2 separate regions of the Mus musculus genome follow, and region 2 is linked to region 1. The links are chromatin contacts, called in public Hi-C maps. All regions are on one chromosome and are shown on one strand. Each heading gives the region's core, a stretch centred on a gene start, on an enhancer-like site or on the middle of the called end of the contact. The rest is flanking DNA. Distances are from core to core; before and after follow the strand shown.

Evidence for each region. A called contact is a pair of places that touch in the nucleus more often than the background predicts.
Region 2: a contact with region 1 is called in a Hi-C map of embryonic stem cells, with 3 times the contacts expected there. The contact joins two enhancer-like sites. A contact is called at or near these places in 1 of 39 promoter capture datasets (macrophages), 2 of 484 Hi-C or Micro-C datasets (cortical neurons and embryonic stem cells) and 2 of 115 datasets of contacts at active chromatin or transcription factors (VIP interneurons and neural progenitor cells).

Annotation. Positions count from the first base shown.
Region 1 is chr12:31,798,677-31,802,663 of GRCm38.p6, reverse strand. It overlaps Cog5 (component of oligomeric golgi complex 5), which reads right to left. Exons shown (of 23, transcript NM_001163126.1): 9 at 569-681; 10 at 181-258. Among named protein-coding and RNA genes, the nearest start is that of Gpr22, 87 kb to the right of the region's middle. Within about 2 kb of position 2,128, at least 4 of the 459 cell types and tissues checked have an H3K27ac peak or open chromatin away from gene starts, as enhancers often do. A contact at or near this core is called in embryonic stem cells, where this site is marked.
Region 2 is chr12:31,723,893-31,727,879 of GRCm38.p6, reverse strand. The region is part of intron 6 of Cog5 (component of oligomeric golgi complex 5); the gene reads right to left. Among named protein-coding and RNA genes, the nearest start is that of Gpr22, 12 kb to the right of the region's middle. Within about 2 kb of position 2,104, at least 24 of the 459 cell types and tissues checked have an H3K27ac peak or open chromatin away from gene starts, as enhancers often do. A contact at or near this core is called in embryonic stem cells, where this site is marked.

The DNA of each region.
Region 1 (3,987 bases), core at 879-3,378:
GCATTTCAAAAATCAGACCACACCCAAGCTGACATTAACCTTGCAAAAGAAATTTATAGTTATCAACAAATACATTGCCTTTAATATACAGTTACCAGGTAAGGCAGTGACCCAAATAATGAGTGCCTATATTTTTCTACTTACTGAAAGAGATACAAAAATATCTTTATTTAAACATACCTTAATTATTTCTTCAATGAAACAAATGTGAGAAACAGGATCTCTCTTCTTGGTTAATACTTTTTGTAGATGTTGTACCTAAAGGTGGAGAAGGAGAAAGAGGCAAAGTATATTTAATTGGTTACTTAGAGTGAAAGCAATGTAACCCTTAGGAACCGGAAAAAGCAAGGCGTATTTCAAAAATTCCTCAAAAATAGCATTACTTCTAGCATAAGGGACAAGAGGGAAGGGGGAGGAGGGAGAAGCACGTTTCGACCTTTGCAAATAGCACAGTCAGCCAGCAGACGTACTGGCGTGCTCAGAGATATCAAAGATCTGTCCCCAAAGACCTAGAATTCGCAGAAGTTTGTTTATCTGCAAAGTTCGTTCCATGTTTTGAGATATTTACCTGTCCACAAGCAGCACAGATGTGATCCATAAGTTTTTCCATATTGGTCCAGAGGGAAGCCCGAAAACCTGCTGTGCTTCCTGGAGTTGGCATGGCGGCTCGCCCAGGGCCTCCTGGTTAAGCGTAAGACATATGGGAGAAAAAGAAAGTTCCCAGTTATAACAGCATGTGCATTGTTCTAAAAGCACAGAAAAGACAAAAACCAAGAAACCCCTTCTCTCTTAAATAGCTTCTTATGTACAACATAAAAACAATCTATGTTTGTAGTAAGAAAAGTAAATATCACATAATCATGTGGGACTATGATCACAAAATAAAATGAAGATAGTTTCCTTAAAATGGAAAGAGGATAAAATGTTTTACATATTCAAAATTAATTTTACAAGAATAACAAGGACAAGCCCCCAAACTGAATTCAGTTAATATACTCAATAAAATTATCTGGGTATCAAATTAACAACATGCTGCAAACAGCTCAAATAATTTTAAGTCACAGAACACTTACTTTGGTAGTGTACAGACATGCTATGGGCAAACAACTGCAAGGAAATTATGAACACAACAGGTTTGCCACACACGGAGTCTGGCGTAGCAGCCTTGCAGCTAGTCTAGATACATCTGCAAAAGCAGCAACAGAGCTTTGCTTATAGCATCCAAGTTGTTATTTCTACAGCATTCCTCCTAAACTCAACCAATCAAACCAGAGCTCACTGTTAAAAAACAGATTTCACAACTAGAATATGAAAATATGCAAAACCACTATCTACTGTGCCAAATTATTTATCAAAGCCACAACAGCAAAAAGCAAAACAAACAAACAAACAAACAAACAAAAACAAAACCCTATGGACTTGACTGGAGTGGGGCTGGTGCTAGACCACAAGCCTGCCACTCACATGGAGGTGCTGTCACTTCAAAGGCCTGTGGCGGTCTGTAGCACACAGGCCTGTAGCTCTCCTGCTCTCTGGGTCAGAGCTAAGAAGCTATGATGAGCTATGTTTTGGAGCAACTCTATAGCTGAAACAGCTTATGGTCCTACCCAGTACTTGGCTCCTGTCATGTACACCATGCAGAAGAAAATGATGTAATATGTAACTTCCTACAATTAATTCCCTGAAAGATCAAAAAGTCAAAATTTCCCACTGTGTTCAGGGGATTCCTCTGAAACCTAGTGCCCTTCCACGCTTTCCAAGTAAACTGCCTCTCCCACTCGGTTTTCTTTTTTTTTTTTTTTTTTTTTTTTAGATTTATTTATTTATTATATGTAAGTACACTGTAGCTGTCTTCAGACACTCCAGAAGAGGGCGTCAGATCTTGTTACAGATGGTTGTGAGCCACCATGTGGTTGCTGGGATTTGAACTCTAGACCTTTGGAAGAACAGTCGGGTGCTCTTACCCACTGAGCCATCTCACCAGCCCCCCACTCGGTTTTCTTTAAGCTAACTTTCCTAGTGTCCTCATAATGGTCCTGATTTCACTCCCATTTCAAGATTGGATCCTAGCTCACAAGGTGCTTGTTAGTCTCAGAGTCACAGGACAAATGGCTGAGGTGGCTATTAACATACCAAAGCAGAGGCCTACCAGCCATCCCAGCACTTCTCATCCCACCCCTACCCCAAAACTCTTCCTCCCAGGGGTTGGGTTTCCATCCCCCCACCCCCCACCCCACCCCAGCCTGACCCCTATGTAACTCAGCCATTTTGGCTACTCTGGTCTCTTGGCCTCTGGGCTCAGACCATGTCTAGGTTGGTGGTTGTCTCTTCTCTTGCTCTCTCCCTCCCTCCCTCCCTCCCTCCCTCCCTCCCTCCCTCCCTCCCTCCCTCTATCCTCTCATGGGCTGAGTTAGTCTGCCGGCCATGGCCCTGTTCAGCCTGGACTGTTCCCTCAGCTGCTTTCCCTGTGTCTACAATAGAAATCTTCCCCATCCTTCACAGGTGGCCATTGGCTTTTCATTCAGTCTTGAGGCTTTCTTGCTTAATGAAGCTCATTCCTAAAGGACAGTTGGCTTTATGGCCCCTCCTTTCCCAAACCAGTTGTTCTCCATCTCTTTGTTATAAGTTTCCTCAAAACAAGTTGGGGAAAAAAGTCAGGCCATCTAAAATAATACTAGTAACAACGGATTTTACAACTGATCAAAAAATAAGCCATGAATAAATAAGGAGAAACATGCATTTTAAAAGGAAAAGGGGGCGGCAAAATGACTCAGAAGGTAAAGATGCTTGCAGCCAAGCATGGCAAACTAAGTTTAAGTCCTAAGCCTCACAGAGAATCACTTCCATGCAGGTAGCATGGCATTCATGTACTCACATACACACAGAAAGAAATAAAGCATAATTAAAAATAAAATAAAAGCCACCACAAGGCAAAGAGAGGCCATGAAAGCAGAGTGGGGCGGTGCAACTCTTGTGGAGCTCACACCCTACTAATACATAGGCCAGCAGCAGTACCAGTCTTGGGCGTCCTCTCTCCTTTTCAAATAATAAGGCAGTTAAATTATTAAGTGCATGTCCTGCTTTGCTCTGCTGTATTATGTTGAAAACTTAAAAAATTTTTTAACCTTTACTGAAGTTCAAAGGAGTTAGTCTTGAGACTCAGAAGAGACTTCCAAATTGGACTTGAAGGAAACACTGAACTGTTATGACTATGAGAACACTTAGACACTTTGCTGTGTGTGATGGGTGTGACCTTTGGGGAACAGAAGGGGGTTGTTATAATCTGATTGCCCCTCAAAGGGTCATGTCCTGAAAGCTTAAGGCCCCCGCTGGTAGCACTACTAGAAATGAGTGTAAACTTAACAAAGTAGGTCTAATTAAAAGTGCATCGCTATGGAACATGCCTTTGCAGGACATATTTTTCTGTTCTCCTTTTCTCTCTTTTGCTTCCTGGCTGCCACAAGGTGAGTACTCATCTCCACCACATACTCCTGCCACCATGATGTTTTACATAACTGGGGCAGGTGAGTACAAAGAAGCTGAGTATCCAGTGACTCTGTCTAGCCTGAGCTACATACACAACCCTTAGCGCCCTGTACTCCCACCTGCCGCAGGTCCCTGTACACCATGTTTCAAACAATGGAATAGGTATAGGTCACTTCTACCAACTTCTAATCAGCTACACTTTTGTGATCAACCATATCCTGGAACATCTGGAAACTTTTGCTCATGTTCAATAAGGCAAATTGTTTCTACTGAGTGAAATGGGGTTTGTGGTTTTTGGTTTTTGTTTTGTTTGTTTTTTTTTTTTTTGAGTTTTTTTGAGTTTTTCAAGACAGGGTTTCTCTGTATAGCCCTGGCTGTCCTGGAACTCACTTTGTAGACCAGGCTGGCCTCGAACTCAGAAATCCGCCTGCCTCTGCCTCCCGAGTGCTGGGATTAAAGGCATGTGCCACCATGCCCGGCTCTGAGTGAAGTTTTAATGAA
Region 2 (3,987 bases), core at 855-3,354, 75 kb after region 1:
AGACTCAGACAAGGGCAGCGGCCAGGAAGAAACAGACAGCTATGTTACCTAGAAAAGGCTCCGATAAATTGAGCCACAAGTTTCCAGCTTTTGTAAACTGTCACCATGCTAGGATGGGCTTTGATGACACAACTATCTTTGAGTCATTTCACTTCTCTATGAAACCCTTCACCAATAGTCTTGTAAGTAACTCCAATAAAATTCACTGGTTCACCAAGTTAGACTTTGTGGCATCCACACTGTAGTCTGTCACAGGTCCCTTTCTGGGATGAGTAGACATATGTGTGTTGTATCTTCCTGGGAAAAGTTAACACAACACAAACCCACACCTCAAACTAAGGAACTACAACAGCTGATAGCTGCAAAGGAAGAAGCAGTTTTCTTTTAGGATGAGAACCCTGGTAGATTGACCATGCTCCCATGGGCAGTCCCACAGCTATTTGCATATAGAAAGCACTAATTTGGATTCTGGGGTGTACAGACTACTTTTATATCAGCTTGATGCAGGCTAGAATCATCTGAAAGGAAGGAATCTCAATTTAGAAATTGTCTCCAGAAGACCCAGCTGTAGTGTATTTTCTTAACTAGTGATTGATGGGGAGGGCCCAGACCTTTGTGAGTGGTACCATTCCTGGGCTTGTGGTCCTAGGTTTGATAAGAAAAGGGTTGAGCAAGCCATGGGGAGCAAGCCATTAAGCAAAACTCCTCCATGGCCTCTGCATTAGCTTCTGCATTCGGGTTCCTGTCCTAATTTCCTTCAATGATGAACAGAGATGTGAAAATGTAGGCCAGATAACTTCTTTCTTCCCTACATTGCTTTGGTTGAGGATAGGCTGATTACAGGACAGATTTCAAATAGGCAGTTAGGGAGGTTAGGCATAAAAACTGGGCAAGCCCAGCAAGTCAATTACTAATAGAAAAAACCCCAGGCTCCAGCATTCACGCCCAGGTAATGGAATGTCCCAGCCACCAGGCTGCAGCAAGGACAATGGATCAGCAGCAGTTTCCAGACACCCTCAACTACTTCCTCAGTAACAGTTCCCAGACCTCCCCAGCAAGTTTCCAGCCCCCACACCCTGGTAATGGAATGTCCCTAGAGATGGATCCAACAGATTAACATAGAGGTCACCTACCCTGGAATTCCCTAATGTGCTTTAAATTAGACCTGCAAGCTCACTTGGGAGTCACTCTATTCTGGTAATGGGAGACACCAGCATGCTAGACTTCTGCAGAATAAAACACTCTTTGCGCTTATATACTATTCTTTGGTGAGTCATGGTGTCTCATCACAGCAATAATAACCCTAACACATGAGTTAAAGACAAAGTTTGGGGATGTGCAGGAATGATCCAGGAGGAGTTTAATGAAGGAGGATAGTACAGGGGAAAATGTGACTGAAAATATATGTTGAATATATGGATGAAACTTTCAAAGAATAAAAAAATGAATATACTTTTAGATTATTGAGGATAGATATTTTAAATAAAAATAATCTAATTTGTAGGACATAGACTACTAGCTTCTCATTGAGTTTTCACATAAAAAGGGGTTGCCCTTCCCCCAGAGGCTTTTCTCTATATAATCCAGACATTTCGGTCTCTCTCTCTTTTTCTTCTCTTCATATTCTGAGACAAGGTTTCTCTGTGTAGCCCTGGCTGTCCTGGAACTCACTTTGTACACCAGGCTGGCCTCGAACTCAGAAATCCGCCTGCCTCTGCCTCTCGAGGTATTAAAGGCGTGTGCCACCACGCCCGGCTTCTTCTCTCCATTCTCTCTGCACACCTACCCCTTTCTCTCTTTCTCCCTCTCCCCTACCCACCCCACCCCCCTTCTCCATGGCAACTTCCCTAGCCTTGTTCCTTGGGGCCAGTAAACTTGGCCACCAGAGAGCAGCTTCCCAATAAACCTGCCTTTAATATAATATAATCTGCCTTAAATTGGCTTGTTTCACTGGCAGTAGAATAATAACCTATCACTACCTTCTAAATAAAAAACAAAATAAGATATACAAAACTGCTTTTTCCCCAATACTGGAGAGCAGACACGCAGGGCTGTGACTTGAAAGCTGTTGAGGTTTGACTTGGGCTCTGTGGCAGCCTGCCTGACCTTGAACTCCTTCTGCTCTTGCCTCCAAACGGCTTGGATCGCTGGCATGCGCACCCACACCTGACAATGAACTGAGCTTTGTGACATAATTACCCAGCTTATCGGCAACTACACTTAGAGCAACTATCGTGAGAGAGTGTGTGTGAGAAACCCCAGCAGAATACAATGAGGACAGTGAGTTTATGGGACAGATTTAAGGAAAGCTGAGGAGGATAGACTTTTGAAACTATGTTAAAGAAAAAAAAGAGAAATTTAAACAAACTTTCAGAAAAGTCTATATGGTACTTTGGGGTGGGGAGGAGACATAGTTACATAAACTTTTATATAGGACTCTTAAATATTCAAATGAATATGAAGTTATAAATTCATATAAAGAGATTGAGAAAGGCCAGGCAAAAAAACAGCACCAGAAAGTCTACTAACAAGCAAATTTCTGGACTTGGAAAGCACTGCAAAATACCCCAGTGAAAGCCAACAGGGCCACTGAATACAGGGGCAGTCGATAGGGCATAGATAGATAGATGGATGGATGGATGGATGTAAAGGTCCCTCTAAGCTGCCTGATATGAAAGCCACGGGTGACAAGATCAAGCTTGGCACACAAGTATTAGAACAAGAAGACAAAAGTCCATAATATTCAAACACAATGACCAATATCCATCTAAACATTATCTGAAATAGGAGACCAAAGATATTAGGTCATATGTTACAACTGGCTCATAAAGAAGAACGTTATGCGTGAACTATAGAAGTCTATGAAGGAGTAGGAAGAGGCTAGGTGAGCACAGTGCTTTCCTTGCATGCATGAGGAACCCATTTTGGAATGCCAATATTTACATAAAACCAGGCAAAATGACAATTACCTGTAATTCCAGCCCCAGGGAAGCAGAGACAGTGGCTCCCTGGAGCTCACTAACCAGCCAGCCTAAGCAAAGCAGTAAGTTCCAGGCTCTGGGAGCTCCTCCCTCACAAAGGGAGGTGGAACGGGACTGTTCAAAAGAGAAGAGCACTTCCAGTTCTTGCAGCAATCATGTGGCAACTCACAACCGCTGCAACTCTAGTTCTTGGAGATCTGTTGCCCTTGTCTGGCCTCTGTGGGTACTGCACACACAGGCTGCACATACATGAAGGCAGGCAAAACGTTCATACACAAAAAAATATTTATCTTTTTTAAAAGGTGGAGAGGGACAGAGTAGTGAAGGAGGGAAGAGAGAGAGAAAGAGGGAGAAAGAGCAAATAAATTTCAGCTGAAAAGGGGGTATTTAAATTGAGTAATTACTACAAGATTTTTTTTTTTTTTTCGAGACAGGGTTTCTCTGTATAGCCCTGGCTGTCCTGGAACTCACTTTGTAGACCAGGCTGGCCTCGAACTCAGAAATCCGCCTGCCTCTGCCTCCTGAGTGCTGGGATTAAAGGCGTGCGCCACCACGCCCGGCTACTACAAGATTTTTAGCCACATTAAGTACTGTAAAAGATAAGAATCAGAAGTTAAACTACCCACACTAATCCTCCCCACTCATCTCTTCCCCAAAAAACCAAAGGTTCAATGCTATGCAAGGCAATACCAAGCATTTGAGAAAGTATTTCAAGACAAAAAATATTTTTAATTTCATCTTTTAAACAGTCCAGCATCAGGAGTAGTAAACACATCAAAAACACATATCCAAGAATAGAGTTGATCCAAAGCCAGTGAGAATCGCCAAAGCCCGTCATGAGCTACAGAAACGGGGAGGCGAAATGAACCCTTGGAAGATCCCGGGTGGAAGACACATCACACTGAGAAGAAACAAAGAGCAATGACATCAAATATCGGAAAATAAATATTAAAGCACAAGAGTCAGTTTAGACCTTTATACCAAGCACAAGATAATGAAAACACAA